Linked DNA regions of Sus scrofa: region 1 is linked to region 2. A link is a contact called in public HiChIP or PLAC-seq data. All regions are on one chromosome and are shown on one strand. The core of a region is the stretch at or near the end of the contact, and the rest is flanking DNA. Distances in the headings are between cores, read along the strand shown. Region 1 overlaps HECTD1 (E3 ubiquitin-protein ligase HECTD1). Region 2 overlaps HEATR5A (HEAT repeat-containing protein 5A).

Evidence for each region. HiChIP or PLAC-seq counts read pairs in DNA pulled down with a chosen protein or histone mark.
Region 1: a contact with region 2 is called in an H3K27ac HiChIP or PLAC-seq map of alveolar macrophages. The contact joins two enhancer-like sites. A contact is called at or near these places in 2 of 2 datasets of contacts at active chromatin or transcription factors (alveolar macrophages and skeletal muscle).

The regions. Positions count from the first base shown.
Region 1 is chr7:68,327,170-68,330,884 of Sscrofa11.1, reverse strand. All of the region lies in intron 2 of HECTD1 (E3 ubiquitin-protein ligase HECTD1), which reads right to left. Among named protein-coding and RNA genes, the nearest start is that of HECTD1, 11 kb to the right of the region's middle. Within about 2 kb of position 1,899, at least 2 of the 83 cell types and tissues checked have an H3K27ac peak or open chromatin away from gene starts, as enhancers often do. A contact at or near this core is called in alveolar macrophages, where this site is marked.
Region 2 is chr7:68,174,950-68,178,503 of Sscrofa11.1, reverse strand. It overlaps HEATR5A (HEAT repeat-containing protein 5A), which reads right to left. Exons shown (of 38, transcript XM_021099894.1): 7 at 2,300-2,460. Among named protein-coding and RNA genes, the nearest start is that of HEATR5A, 33 kb to the right of the region's middle. Within about 2 kb of position 2,288, at least 14 of the 83 cell types and tissues checked have an H3K27ac peak or open chromatin away from gene starts, as enhancers often do. A contact at or near this core is called in alveolar macrophages, where this site is marked.

The DNA of each region.
Region 1 (3,715 bases), core at 650-3,149, 150 kb before region 2:
CCATACACTATACACTGTCTACAAGAAACCCACACTATATATAATGATATATACTTGTTAAAATAAAACAATGTTAAACAGATACACCAAACAAACACTATCAAAAGAAAAGCTTGGTTGGCTACATTTATGACAAAGTAAGTATATTTTAACAGGAAAAACTACCAGAGATAAAGAGGAACATTACATAATGACTGAAGGGTCGATTCATCAAGAAAACTTAATCTTGGAGTTCCCTGGTGGCCTAATGGTTAAGGATCTGATGCTGTCACTGTTGTGGCTTTGGGTCACTGCTATGGCACAGGTTCAATCCCTGGCCCAGGACTTCTGCAGGCCGCAAGTGTGGCCCAAAAAAAAAAAAAAAAAAAAAGAAAGAAATACTAAAACAACACAATGTCCATGAATTTTAATATATATTAAATAGACCAACTCCTTGAAAGATATACTACTACAATTCACTTAAGAGTAACCTGAGCAGTTCTCTATTGCAGAAACTGAATTAGTAGTAAAAATTGTCAAATATATCGATTTATCATTTCACAGATTGTGCTTTCGATGTTTATTTACAAATATATGCTTAACCTAGAGTCACAAAGAATTTCTCCTATGTTTTCTTCTATAGGTTTAATAGCTTTTGGTTTTATGTTTAGGTCTATGACTCCTTTTGAATATGTTTTTGTATATGGTGTGGGGAATGGATAAAGGTATTTTTATTTTTTGCATATGGACAGCCAATTGTTCCAGGAGCATGAAAAAAAATCCTTTTCCCACTGACTGTCGTTGAATCTTTGCTGAAATAAATTGTCCAGGTATGTGTGAATCAGTCTCTGTTCCATTTCATTGACTCATTTACCTTTATACTAATACTATACTGTTTGACTACCATAGCTGTATAAGAACTGAAATACATTATTATTAGTCCTCCAACCTTATACTTTATGTTTTGGCTAACCTAGATACTTTACACTTCCATATAAATTTTAAAATCAGTTTGTCAATTTCTCTATCTTGTCAGATTTAAAGAATTTCTGAAGAAATAAAAACTCAAACTTACACAGAAATCTGCATGCTAATGATTATAGCAATTTTGGTCATAATTATCAAAATTAGAAAAACCCAAATGTCTTTCAAGAGGTGAATCAATAAATCATCTATAGTATATCCATAAAATGAAATACTACTTAGCAATTAAAAGGACAATACCATTATACACATATTAACCTAGATGACTCTCAAAGGTAATATGCTCCAAGAAGCTAGACTCAAAAGCTTACCCATTATTTGAAATCAACCATACGTCAATAAAACTTTAAAAAAATGGGGGAAAAAATAAAGTATAATGATTCTATTTACATAACATTCTAGAAAAGGCAAGACTATAGCAACAGATAAAAGACCACTGGCTGCCAGGCACTGGGGTTGGGAGAGGGTTTAACTTCAAAGAAAAAACTTATAAGTAATTTTGGGGGATGAGGGAACTATTCTGAATTTCAAGTATGGTGGTGGTTACACAACTCCATGCATTTACCAAAATCCATATGTAATTTAAATAAATTTAAGAGAAAATAAATAGCATACATTTAACAAACACAGTCGTCCCTGAATAGTGCTAAAAGAATACATCTACAAAAGTTTAGATGCATTGCAATTAAAGAGCTATTAAAAATTTTAAACTTGCAAAATATTTACCTCTTACTTTACAGTTAGAAATTATTTTTATATATTAAACCCAGTACTCTACTATAATACCAATTTACAGAGTCAGTCTATACAGAACTACTGTGAGACCAGTCAACCACACAAATGATATTAAGAAGAATCTTCAAGAGTTCCCTGATGGCCTAGGGGTTAGGAACTAGGCATGGTCACTGCTATGACTCAGGTTACTGTGATGGCTTGGGTCAGACAGCTGGCCCAGGAACTTCCACATGCCCCAGTCAAAAAAAAAAAGGATCTTCGGATGAATCCAATTTAAGCAACAGTTTCCAAAACGCTACCTGCAATGACAAAAGAATCCTTCCCTAATGGAAGTAGAGATTAAGTAACTTAAAACAAGAACAAGTTTCATAAGTTTACAAGAATTTCCCTTGGGAACTGGAATAGTCTCTATACTATTACTACCATATGCTTTTTTCAGATTATATCATTTGGACTTGGTCCAAGATTTCAGAGGGTTTACAATATAAAGAAGTTTAATTTTTTAACTAAAGCAAGTTATCAGTAGTGGTGGTATTACTGAGTATAGATCTAAATTGAGCACATTTTATTAAAAAAAACTAAAAAATTTAAATGTAAAAGATTAATTTGAAATTCTGAAGATAAATAAAATTCTTTGATCCATTTTATCTTTTATTCCATTTGTGCCTGCTTCCAGACTTAGCAGTTTATATTGCTTAACTAAAAATAACTTCTAGAAAAATAAAAATAACTCCTGGCATAACAGCTTTTTAAAAAACTACAGTCTTCATCCTCAAAAAAAAAGGAGTAAGTCAAATTCTAATATGTAGACTTGCTTTCCTCCCATTTGAAATACACAAACTTGGGAGTTCTCTTGTGGCTCAGAGGGTTAAGGATCTGGTATTGTCACTGCAGCAGGTGGAGTTGCTGCTGTGGTACAGGTTTGATCCCTGGCCAGGAACTTTCACATGCTAGGGGCTTGGCTTAAATAAATAAATAAATAAATAAAATACACACACAAACTTGACTGTAATTCATTCAACAAATAGCTACTGAATACCTTCATGCTAGGTGTTGAAGGCAGGAGAGAAAGATGAGCAAAACAGTACTAGGCTCTGAGGAATTCAAAGATTTAATGACATGGTCAGCAAGCACACAAAGCATAAACTAAAAGATGATTCACATCAAGCACATTAAAGTCTAAAAAGCACTGCTCTCTTGGAGTTCCCTTGGGGCACAGCTGGTTAAGGATATAGCATTGTCACTGCAGCAGCTCGCATGGGTTTGATCCCTGGCCCAGGAACTTCAACATGCCACAGGCACAGCCAAAATAAAAAATAAAAAGCACTGCTCTTGACAATAGCCAATTCTCTTTCAATTTCTCAGAATCCTTACACTAAGGATTATCCATTATCTCTCCTAAATCTTTGACCTTTAAAATAAAAAGCCCCACACTCTCATTCCAATCTAACTTCTCAAAAAAGCTTTCCACACTCCATCTCCAATTCTTCATGTTACTCTTCAACCCATTCAAATCTGCCCATCAAACAACTCTACCCAGCTCTCACTATGATCAATGTCCTTGAGAACACTGCTAAATCTGAAGGACACATTTTAGTCTTCACCCTTCTTGACCTCTCACCAGTATTCAACACAAATGTCCTTTCTCTTCTTGAATCTTTCTTCCCTGTATTGACATGTGCACTGTGATGCAAAAGCATTGATGGATAAAACTGCTGGTGCTTTAGCATGAATCAAGGAATCACCAGTAATCATATTCTTCCCTGCCAAGCTCTAGCATGGGGGTGGGGGGAACCAGTTTCACTACAAAATAACCTTGATGAGGCAAAAAAAAAATTTATTTTACAAAATCTCAACTTTTGAATACATATCTTTCTAATGCTCTACTTAAGGAAATGGGAAGTAAGCGTAAAGCACTTCTGCATACTTAAGAATGATAGTTGTATCAAGGAAAAGTACTTGTATAACTGCTGAAGAGCTGAACTAGCTACTTTTTTCATGCAACATCATTTTTACT
Region 2 (3,554 bases), core at 1,039-3,538:
TCTGCAACCTACACCACAGCTCACGGCAACGCCGGATCGTTAACCCACTGAGCAAGGGCAGGGACCGAACCCGCAACCTCATGGTTCCTAGTCGGATTCATTAACCACTGCGCCTTAAGGTTTGCCTTATTCCAGAGATACAAAGACAGTAGTTTTCTCATGTACATTTTTTTTTTTTTTTTTTTTTTTGGTCTTTTTACCTTTTCTAGGGCCGCTCCTGTGGCACATGGAGATTCCCAGGCTAGGGGTCTAATCAGAGCTATGGCTGCCAGCCTCCTCCAGAGCCACAGCAATGCCAGATCCAAGCTGCATCGGCGACCTACACCACAGCTGACGGCAACGCCAGATCCTTAACCCACAGAGCGAGGCCAGGGATCGAACCCGAAACCTCATGGTTCCTAGTCAGATTCGTTAACCACTGAGCCACTACAAGAACTCCCCTCATGTAATATTTTTCAAAAACACAGAGTTTAGGACCTTTACGTCCAGTGGGTTAAGGATCCAACATTGTCTCTGCAGCAGTGTGGGTCTGATCCCTGGCCTGGCCCAGTGGTTTGGGGATCCTGTATTGCTTCAGTTTTGGTGTAGGATACAGCTATGGCTTAGATTGGATCCCCAGCCTGGGAGCTCCCATATACTGTGGATGGGGCCAAAAACAAAAATAAACACATAATTTATGGGATTCCCTTATGGAGCAGTGGGTTAAGAAAGCAGTGGTCACTGCAACAGCTTAGGTCACTGTTATGGTGCTGGTTTGACTCCTGGCCCAGGAACTTCCACATGCCACGAGGCAAAAAAACAAAAACAAAAACAAAAACAAAAAACACAACCCCCCCCAAACCCCACATAGTTTATAACTATGCTAAGACACTTTACATTCGTATTAAGTCTAATATCATACAGTATAAAACAATGAGTATATATGAGAATTTAAAAATACATGTTTGGGGAGTTCCCATTGCGGCTCAGTGGTTAACGAATCCGACTAGGAACCATGAGGTTGCAGGTTCAATCCCTGGCCTTGCTCAGTGGGTTAAGGATCCGGTGTTGCCGAGAGCTGTGGTGTAGGTTGCAGACTCGGCTCAGATCCCTTGTTCTGTGGCTCTAGCATAGGCCAGTGGCTACAGCTCCGATTTGACCCCTAGCCTGGGGACCTCCATATGCCACGGGAACGGCCCTAGAAATGGCAAAAAGACAATAAATAAATAAATAAATAAAAATACATGTTTGGGTGTTCTCTTGTGGTACAGCAGGTTAAGGCATTGTGGGGAGCCAGATGGTCTGCTTTGAGGGCAGTAAGAGAAGGTAGGATAAAATCTTTGGAAAAAAAAATAGGTTTGCTTTGATCTATGATGGAGTTTAGAAAACAAGATAAATCAAGGAAAGAATACAAAGATCGCTATCAAAGACCCTTTTCCCAGGGTTTACCTTTTTTTTTTTTTTTTGCTGCACCAGTGGCATGCTGAAGTTCCCAGGCCAGGGATCAAACCTTAACCACAGCAGTGACAACATCAGATTCTTAACCTGCTGAGTCACCAGGGAACTCCTAGGATTTAACTTTTTAAATTTGTTGAGAATCAAGAATTTGAGCATTTAAATAAATTACATGCTATAATCTTTATTTAGGAGTAGAAACCATATAAAATGGACATATAATATTGCCTGTGCAAATAACATGTACCCAATAGCTTAAATCTCAACTGTATAAGCACACATAAACACAATGGAAAACATGTTAAACCACAAGACACATGGAAGCCCAAGGTTTAGAAACAAGCAACAAAAATGTTTGCATTTCAAAAGAAATAAATGAAAATCTCCATGTTCCCGTCATGGCTGAGCGCAAACGAATGTGACTAATATCCATGAGGATGCAGGTTTGATCCCTGGCCTCTCTCAGTGGGTTAAGGATCCAGCATTGCCAGGAGCTGTGGTATAGGCCTCAGACTCGCCTCGGATCCCATGTTGCTGTGGTTGTGGTGTAGGCTACAGCTCTGATTTGACCCCTAGCCTGGGAACCTCCATATGCCTTGGGTGTGGCCCTAAAAAAATAAAGTCTCCCATTTTTATGAGCTGAAAACACACTGTGGGTAACAGACAATATAACTGACTTTGTTTAAACAAATTTTTCTTCCTTGTAATCTAGTTTAACAGTGTTTTGGCCTCACCAGTTCTATTTATAAATATGAAAGCACAAGTGATGACCTTGCACAGTATCACTTCTGCCTGGAGTTAGATACTAACACGTTCATTATAGGCCAGTGAGAATTACATTTAGATACTGATTTGTGATTCTAACCTGAGTAACTCCAACTCGAACATCCCTACTGACTGAACTGGTTCCTTTCAGCATATCTCCACTGGCTCGAAGAAATCCTGAACTCCCACGGAGAAACCCTGTTCCTAGTAAATCCAGAACTTCCTCCAGAGATACTCTGCGAATGCTCTGACGTGAGGCTGCTATAACAAAGAACAAAACAACACATGATTCGTATTTTACACACTGAATGGTAATGCATGATCTTGATTTGCATGGTCTTGACCAGCACGTTAAAAGAAACGGAAATAAACCAAAAATTTAAACAAGGCAAAATTTACAGGACATTGCACACATTTACACACACAGTCACACAAGGGTTCAGAGGACTTCTTAAAGTCTATGCCACTTTGAGATTATGCCCTACTGCTCTTCTGCCCACCAAGAAGTTAAAAGGCTAACAGTCTTCCGAAAAAGGGAAAACACAAACTGCCCTAGTTCTGCAAATTTTCTTGTGATACTAAAAAGACAAAATCATGATTTTCTTCCTTTTTTTTTTTGTCTTTTTAGGGACAAACTCGAGGGACATGGAGGTTCCCAGGCTAGGGGTCAAATTGGAGCTGCAGGTGCTGGCCTACGTCACAGACACAGCCACGCAGGATCTGAGCCACGTCTGTGACCTACACCACAGCTCACGGCAACACCAGATCCTTAACCCACTGAGAAAGGCCAGGGATCGAACCTGCTTCCTCACAGATACCAGTCAGATTCATCCTCTGAGTCAGGATGGGAACTCCCAATTTTATTTTTCTAAATGGTCTGTAACTTTTAATGAGACTTATATAAAGAAACCACCATGTCCTGTCTTTTAATAACTCTCAACAACAACTTTTGCTTATATCCTCAGTCCCTGAAGAAATCAAGTCTAAATATTACTAAAACTGCTCAGTCGGCCCATAGGCTGCAAAAATTAAGAGTCTAGTTAGAATGTTTTAAATCTGTCTTCAGTTTGACACAGCTTAGTTTCTTCCTGTCACTAGGGAATAAAGTCTCCTTTTTTTAAAAAAAGAGTCCATTTTCTTCCTTTCATTCTTCTCAAAAAGTGATGGTTATAACCTCTCACCCCTATTACAGACCTGAATCTTACATAGCAGAGAAATAAAATTCTGTTAAGTTATGAACAAAAAATCTACTCCTCAGTGTAAAGAGGAGATAACCTCCTGAAACAGATAAAAATCTATATTGGCACTTGGGAGAGAAACATTAGTGGATAATACAAAGTCCATGTCCTTGCGGA